Linked DNA regions of Rattus norvegicus: region 2 is linked to region 1. The links are chromatin contacts, called in public Hi-C maps. All regions are on one chromosome and are shown on one strand. The core of a region is the stretch at or near the end of the contact, and the rest is flanking DNA. Distances in the headings are between cores, read along the strand shown. Region 1 overlaps Cacna2d1 (calcium voltage-gated channel auxiliary subunit alpha2delta 1). Region 2 holds the start of Cacna2d1 (calcium voltage-gated channel auxiliary subunit alpha2delta 1).

What was found. Hi-C and Micro-C count contacts between places; a contact is called where the count stands out from the background.
Region 2: a contact with region 1 is called in a Hi-C map of Schwann cells, with 2.5 times the contacts expected there. The contact joins the promoter of Cacna2d1 here to the enhancer-like site in region 1. A contact is called at or near these places in 2 of 12 Hi-C or Micro-C datasets (the A7r5 cell line and Schwann cells).

The regions. Positions count from the first base shown.
Region 1 is chr4:20,227,810-20,231,862 of GRCr8, reverse strand. All of the region lies in intron 3 of Cacna2d1 (calcium voltage-gated channel auxiliary subunit alpha2delta 1), which reads left to right. Among named protein-coding and RNA genes, the nearest start is that of Cacna2d1, 100 kb to the left of the region's middle. Within about 2 kb of position 1,747, at least 7 of the 93 cell types and tissues checked have an H3K27ac peak or open chromatin away from gene starts, as enhancers often do. A contact at or near this core is called in the A7r5 cell line and Schwann cells, where this site is marked.
Region 2 is chr4:20,327,745-20,331,748 of GRCr8, reverse strand. Cacna2d1 (calcium voltage-gated channel auxiliary subunit alpha2delta 1) reads left to right here and starts at 1,602. Exons shown (of 39, transcript NM_012919.3): 1 at 1,602-1,981. The coding sequence starts at 1,887.

The DNA of each region.
Region 1 (4,053 bases), core at 498-2,997:
ATTGCGTTTGTATGCAAGTAAGTGCATTTTTACAGCGCGTGCTTTAAATAATAGAACGTATCAGAAGGGGTGGCAATGTCGGCTGGAGGTACGAAACATTTCTAGCATTTGCTGCAGGGGAAGTTTGGTAAGAATCTGAGGCTACTGTGCAGAGAAAGCTGTGATTTCATGTTGACTGACTGCCTTTTAGAACCTTTGTGTATCTGTGGGTGTCTGTGCATGTGTGTTGAGGGAGCTACCTATCAATATTTCATTGAGATTTTCGTTTAAATATATTTGAATAGTTTCTTAGTATTACATTATTTTATTACTTATTATGAGTTCTCCTACTGGTATTTAGGATGATTATTAAAAAATTCATACTAATGTTGTTCATAGTCTCTATATATATGTGTATACACATATACATGTATACTTATAGGCATATACATACACACATACACATATATATGCACACACATATTCATGTATACATAAACATAAATATATATGTATACATGTACACCTTTTTATGCTTATACATATATACACATATGCATGCTTATATATACACACATGTATGCATATATAAATACATGTATGTATATGTGTATATATGGGTTATTAGTAACATTAGTATCAGCTCTATATGTACATACAGGTATACATGTATTCACATATACCTTTTGATTTTATAAAAATTTCATTTTCTAAGTAATTGAATCAGAAAGTAGATGACGTATTCTTTTGAAGGAAATGGAACTTTTTACTCCTTCTACTTATTTCTTCTCTTCCTTTCTTGTTTGTGTAAATATGGGACTGTTGATTGGTTTGGATAGGAATGGCCTGGTTACATTTGGCTGTGGATAATAAATAAAAATGGCTTCTATAAAGAGAACCTAACTTTAAATGATATATTCTTAATTGTCATAATAATGCCAACGACTAATCCTCATCTCTGTAGATTAATGCTGGTGTTGTTGACAAGATGATCAGTTCAAAATGAACAGACATCTGTCCCAGAACATCTGTCCCAGAAATGTATTTACAAATCCCTTGTCCTTAGAGTTGCAGTGAGTGATGACAGACGTAGGTCCTGTGACTTCTCCTGTATGCGCTGCCTCAGTACAGGAAGCATGAGGCTCAGGGCCTTGCAGCTGTGTGACCTACTATCCTCTACACTCTTATTCTGTAGCAACTGACACCCTTAACACCCAACTGGAAGCAAAAACCGAGTTTGTCTTGACAGCTGAGACATTAGTTACAGAGGACTCCACTCCTTCCCTGCTTAATTTATGCATTTAGTCCTTGGATTCCTTCTTCCTCAATTATAGCTTTTCCTGTAAATGCTGGTAGATTGTGAAACAATTCCCCCCACCCCCTGACTGTTGACACTGAGAAATTCTATGTCTGCTGATGTAAAGGGCCAGTAATAAATAATCATGACTCATTTGCTAGCTAGAACATTTAGAGAGAATTTATTACCCTGCATATTATCGCCTCAGCCATTTTTATCCCAAGTGCAGTGACATAATGTGGCCTTTTAAGCAGGAAAATAATTAAATAAGTAATTTGCTCTGATATGCATGCACGTGGAACTTTTCTTTGCAGTGTGGATGGTCAAGTGGCATTTTTCTGTTGGTTCGTCCTATCAACTTTCTCTCTTGCAGACGTGTTCATTATTACCACATGTTCTACTTCTCAAATGGGCAGTTCCAAACAACAGATCCAAACCACATAGCTAAATTTATTATGTGGGATGTCTTTGTTGGTTACTGTACTTTGACTCACTAATAATAGCCACTGAAATGACATGAGTCCTCACAGCTTCTCAGCAGAGTGACGACACTTTTCAGTTTAAATGGCAAAATGTCTAAACACGTCAAGTGCCTTATATGAGACCTCACAATAGAAGTGTAATTAAAACAAGAGTAATTTATCGAATGCTTCTCATATAGCAGACACTGCACTAAGGACTTTATTTCTGTTGGGCTTTTGGACGTTTTAACCCACTCCCAGAACTGGCCTTTAAACTGTCCCGTTGTCACGGGGATGTGGAGTCCTTTCTCTCCTGCAGAGCACGCGTACTTAGTTCTCAGACCCTCTGCTGAGCGCTTCCTACACAAGATTCTGATAGATTACTTCTGACCTGGCTCGTCCCAGTCCCTTCTGCTTTCCACTCTTCCTCTTCGACTTCCTCTCTTTGCTACATGGTTGAGAGGACAATATCAGGTGGTAGTAATAGACTTATGTTTAAAGCCTATCACCCACACTCATTCAACTCTAGGTTCGTAACTTGTTTTCAAATAAAATGATGTACAATTTCGCATTAGATGTGTAGTATAGAGGTAGGTATCATCGCTTGCAAAATGTGTAAAGGAATAGGAGGACTAGAAGAGGAAGGAATCTGGACTGAACCAAATGGAAAGGTGGGGGAGACTTCTCCATCTTAAGCCTTTGAGGCAAAATGCTTAAGGTGGACAAAGAGGTCAAAAGACCCATGGTTAAGTGTGGTCATTTTGACCTATATATAAACTAGCAAAAGTTTCCTGGTTCCTACAAGTCTTATTCTAGTGGAGCTGTTACTAATGATGGAGGTTTTTTTTTTTTTCAGTTTTTAAATAAGTTTATAATTTCCTGATGGATTTAGTTTGTGAATAAAAAAGAAAAAAATTGAACAAAGAATGATGGAGGTTTTAAGAAACTGGTGTCGACATTAAAGCTTATGCGATCAGGACATGACCATGCGTGCATGCGTGCGTGCGTGCGTGCGTGCGAGCCTGCGTGCATGCGTGCCTGCGTATGTGCCCATGTCAAGGAGAGGAGCAATACCTGGTGAGCCATCTTGATGGACCCTCTATTCATTCTTACAGTGGCTGAGATCAGCAGCTTTTTTGGTAGATGAACTTAATTAACCATTTTAAATTACAGATAGTGAGAATTCAGCACGTGTGTATTGAGAAAGACAAGAGACATAGATGTGGCACAGGCGAAACCTGGAGGCAGCTGGGTTTATCCACAGAGCATTAAGGACATGCGACAAACTCTAGGATTTTCAGTTTAATGTATAGGTATTTATCATGTTCACAGCCATTCCTCAGCCCCGAATGCTTGTTCAACTGGCACTCTATAATTCTGTGACTGCTATCTTTTGGGAATTGCTCTTTCTTTTATTTCTGTGCTGTCAAATGTCTGCCAGCCACAGGGCCAGGAACGCCAGGGCTGCTAATGTTGCTGTGCTTCTATGATCAAATCTCTCATCTAAAGGGCAGGCTCTAGCTCTTAGCTGACACTTCACAGCAATTGCCCAATCAAGGCTGGAAGCTAAATCAGCATATTAAGAAGCAGCAAGTGTCACCTCATGCCTGTCCTGAGGAAACTTCCTCTGTGTTAGTTACCGGCTCAGTCTCTGCTGCTCTTGAGTATTTAGGCTTGCCCACTGACTTCTAAAACACCATTCCTCAGCTGCATGGAAGGCCTATGGAATAAGTACTGGACGGAGGACAGTTTAAAGACTTAAAAGCAGTTCCTGTCAAGGCAGACCATACTTTTCCTCTCAGCTGAATGCTCGCAGAGGAATTATCCCAGTGATCTGCCTGGGCTTTATTGCCACCTAAGTAGGCGTCCATTACAGACAGAGCCAACAGTCTACATTTTCGCTGTGTTTGTGTGACAATAGTAATTTCCTACTTCTCTGTTTTGTGACAGCAAGTACAAAAGAAAGGAATGTTCTCCTCTTAAGAAGCAGTGAGTCTCAAGATTTCTGGGCAATCGTGGGAGCTTATGTAAACACAGACTTGTAGATATAGTACAGGCCAGTCTTCAGAGTTGGGTGGTATTCAGCTTGCATTAAACAGTAAGACTGAGTTCTGTTAGTGCGTTCTTAATCATACTGGTATGCATTATTTTCTGGTTTACTTTGTAAGATCTTACGAATTCTAAGATCAGAGAGGAACACTCCTCCATTGTTGGTGGGATTGCAGACTGGTAAAACCATTCTGGAAATCAGTCTGGAGGTTCCTCAGAAAATTGGACATTGAACTGCCTGAGGATCCAGCTATACCTCTCTTGGGC
Region 2 (4,004 bases), core at 353-2,852, 100 kb before region 1:
CAATCCCATTACAGCCCACTGCATCCCTCATCCCTGCAGCTCTGGTGCCTAGCACAAAACAAACTAAGTTAAGTCGCTCTGGGGTGCCTTTGTGAAGCCACTCTGAGTAGGAAGAAGGAAACAAAGGGCAAGACTGAGATGCAGGGGACATAAAGAAAACAAGTAAGGCGTGAAAAGGGAGAGATACAGGGGAAGGGAAAGCTAAGCTACCGGGCCAAACACCATAAAACCACAAATACTTGTGTGAGCTGGTCAGCCATCACCCTCACAGTCACCATCTCTTTGTTTGGTCAGTTCCAATTGAGTAGAGGTCTATCTACCCTTATATGAACCCTTGGGCCCGAGGGAGGGGTGATTAACCACCTTACAGCCACAAAACCATGACAGCTTCTTCGCCTTAGTGTGAGGGTCTTTTTTTCTCATCACGAACTGTATTCTCTGATTTCGCGTCAAAGTGTTTTCATATCCTTCTGCAAGCAGCTTAAGAATTCGGGCTGTTCCATGAAGTCTTTCTCACAGCGGCCCACTAAGTCTTTCCTCCAAGGTGGCCTGAGCCAGGCAGGAAAAGATTGTTTTGTTTTGTTTTGCTCTTTCCAGAAGACCCTCCCTCGCCCTGCTTCTCCCCAGGGTGGAGGTAAAACCAGCCCTTCCTCCATATTTCAGATGTAGTTTGCAGAGGGCCACCTGTTTCTGAGGTTAGCCTCGGTTCTGTGTTCACGCTGACAGAGTGAATTCATCAGGCTACAACCTTGTTCACAAAGCAGTCCAGTGGTCAGGACAGGGAATTTTTCAACCAGTTGGAAGGTGGCTTGCTAAAATGTTACCAAAGCCCGGTTGCAACACTAACCACCCTGCAAGGAGTACTGGTCCCTCTAGTCTTCATTCCTTTGGAACAGTAGGAAAGACATCTTACAGCATCTGCCAGCTGTTCTTCATCCATTCCCAGCCCGCCTCTGAGGCTCTGTCCCCGCCAGGTAAACCAAGTCTACTTGTACGTTGGCGTAGGGCCGCTGGCACCATTAGAGCCCTACCAAAGGCCCTAACCCCTGGCACACCGTGAAAACCAGGGCCACCTGGTTGAGTTCACAGCGGCGCTTTCAAAAGCACCACAAACCCCTCCTACATGTGTTGTCAAATCACTTCATGATTCTTAGGCAGGCAGCGGATTCTACGCCTGGGAGAAGGGTTTGGGGGCCCCAGCCAGATTGTGCAAAAAATAACCCGGAGGAGGCGAGCAAAGTGCTCGGCTGGAGCCTGCGCGAACGGTGGATGCTCGCAGGCTGCCGGTGGTCCCTCGGGGAGCACCTTCGGGCTGGGTCCGCTCGGCCTCCGCACGCCCCGCGGCGGGAGCAGGCGACGGCGACTTTGGGAGTTCCTCTCTGCCTTGTATGGAGGGCTGCGCCCGGGCCGTCCCCGCCCGGCTCTGACGCCCGGCCCTCCCGCTGCCCACCCACAGCCGCCTCCCCGAGATCCGCCCGGGGAAGGCAGCCCGATCCCCGCTCCGGCCACCCCCATCCCCGCAGCCGCCGCGTCCCCGCGCCGCCCCCTCCGCCCCCGCCCCGCCCCCGCCCTCTCCTCGGCGACCGCAGATAAATCAGGGAGGCGAGCGCGGGGAGCCAGAGCGCGCGGGCGCCGGCAGGCTGGCCGAGCTCCGTTTCCACAGTCGCCCTTGATGGCGGCGCAGGCGAGGCAGCCGTGGCACGGAGCGGCAGCCACGCGCTAGAGAGTCCGCCCGGCCCCGCCCGGCCGGCCCGCCCGTGCCCTGCCCTGCCCGCCTCTCTCCACGCGCCCTCCGGCAGACGTCGGCGCCCCGGCTCAGTCCCTCGCCGCGTGCAGCTCCGCCGCCTCCGGGCCGGCAGGGAGGGCACTGATCTTCGATCGCGAAGATGGCTGCTGGCTGCCTGCTGGCCTTGACTCTGACACTTTTCCAATCTTGGCTGATCGGCCCCTCGAGCGAGGAGCCCTTCCCTTCGCCCGTCACGTAAGTCGGCGGGCCCGGGGTGGGGCTGGAGGCGGGGGTCCCCGCTCGATGCCGGGCGGGCTGCCCGTGGGGGCGGGGAGCGCGGCTGGGAGCCTCGGAGGCTGGGCCGCCCGGTGATGCGCTGCTGGCCGCCGGAGTGAGCTCGGAACCGGCGTGCCGAGCCTCGGCGGGCCGCACCGTCCCAGGGAACGTCAGCCAGCCGTCGGCGGCGTCTCAACCTGGTCTCCGAGGATGCTCCAAGCTGAAGACTGTAGCCGGACTTGGGGGAAAAACTTTGTAGGCATACCCAGCTCCCACCAAACCCAGCCAGATGAAAAGTTGAGTTTCCGTTAGGTATTTCAGAGTTAATTTCAGGCAGACCCGGTAGCTTGCGCTTCTTCTGTACTTGGCCTCTAGGATGCTAATTTCTCTGCTGTCCAAACTCATTTAGATCCCAAATTACTAGGAGCGCCTGACAGCTTCCCTGGTATTTAGCCAGTTCGCTCCCGGCAGCTGAGCGAGCTGTCCACCCCAGCGCTCACAGGTACAAGAGCCACCCAAGCCAACCTACCCAACCCTTTATTTGAAACATCTGAGAGCCGACAGACACGCGGTTCCAGTTCTTAGAATGAATAGAACCTCTATTCTTTGAGGGTGGGACTGTTTCCCCAGTCTCCTGCAATTTTCCCTTATTTTTAACATTTCTAAAATAACTTTCAAAAAGAGAGAGAAAGAAACCGTTGCTATTCTAGAAATAGAGTGTTGAAAGGTAGCTATAGTCACACGGCAGGAAGGGAATGCAATGCTACCATTCTCCGCTCTGCTCTCTCGGGGTGCAAGAAGGAATCAGAGTCAGTGGCACATATACATATTTTTAAATGCGCTGAATAGCTTATCTGGCATTCTGGGAAAGCATTTATTTTGGTTCTTGAAGGTACTCTAAAGCTGCTCAGAGTAGGTAGTCTTAAGTGGGTGAGTCACTTTAATGCATTTTACATAACAAAAACAAAGCCCAAGGTAGCCTTCCTGGCTTTTATGCCGCGGGGAATCACTTGCTGTCCTTTGTTGGCAGCGAGCTGAACCCTGGAGTTTTGGGGGTACACTAGAAGTACATCTATGCTAGCTGGAACCCGACAGCGATTACTTAAGATTTGGCCTAGAACATCCATCACGTTAGGTGTCAGCGCAAGCATCTAGTGCATATTCCAGCCAGGAGAAAGGGGGTGTCTAATATTTATGGCATGGATTTACGGTAATGTTCTCTTTAGATAATCTTCCATAAAAACGATCGCATATCCTTTTTGTCGTGAAGCAAAAGGGTAAAAGCCATCTGTAGAGCTTCGTTTAATTGGCAGAAGGTTCCAACTGTTTAATTTTAAACACGAGAAGTCTAAGAATTCCCTTAAGATGCTACAAAAAATCATCCAGTCTTATTAAGAAACCGCACTTTCACTTATTTATATTTTAGTGCTTTTGACTCGGCCTATTACATAAGAACTCGGTTGCCTCTCTTGCATTTTGTGTCAAATAAGTTGTGGCATTTAATAAGCCACATTCTTGACTTATTCGGAATGCACATTTTTAGTGCTGTTTTAAATTGATTTGCCAATATTGCTACTAATTGGGAAGGATGCCTCCTTCCATTAAGGAAAACAAAACACAAACAAACAAAAAAATCCAGACAAACAGTATTATTCAGCATGTCATAGTAAAATCCGAATGTAAAAATCCTTCTTATAAGAACATATGCAATAAATGTTTTCCCAAAATTAAGTAACTCAATTTTCCTGGTCAGATATGTGTTAAAGACATGAAGGAGATCAGGAAGGCATTTAAGATGGGAATTAGGAAGCCACGATTCCTTTTCTTTGAAAGGATGTGTGTTGTTTCAAACAATGGGAGTATGAAAATATTTCCATATTATATGCAGTGTTGCTTTATGGACTAAGAATGGGCTTTGTAGTCAGTGTCTTTATCATAGTATTAAAAACGTTCTGGAAACCTTCCTGCTTCTGCAATTACTTATTTGTAAAGTTAGTAATTC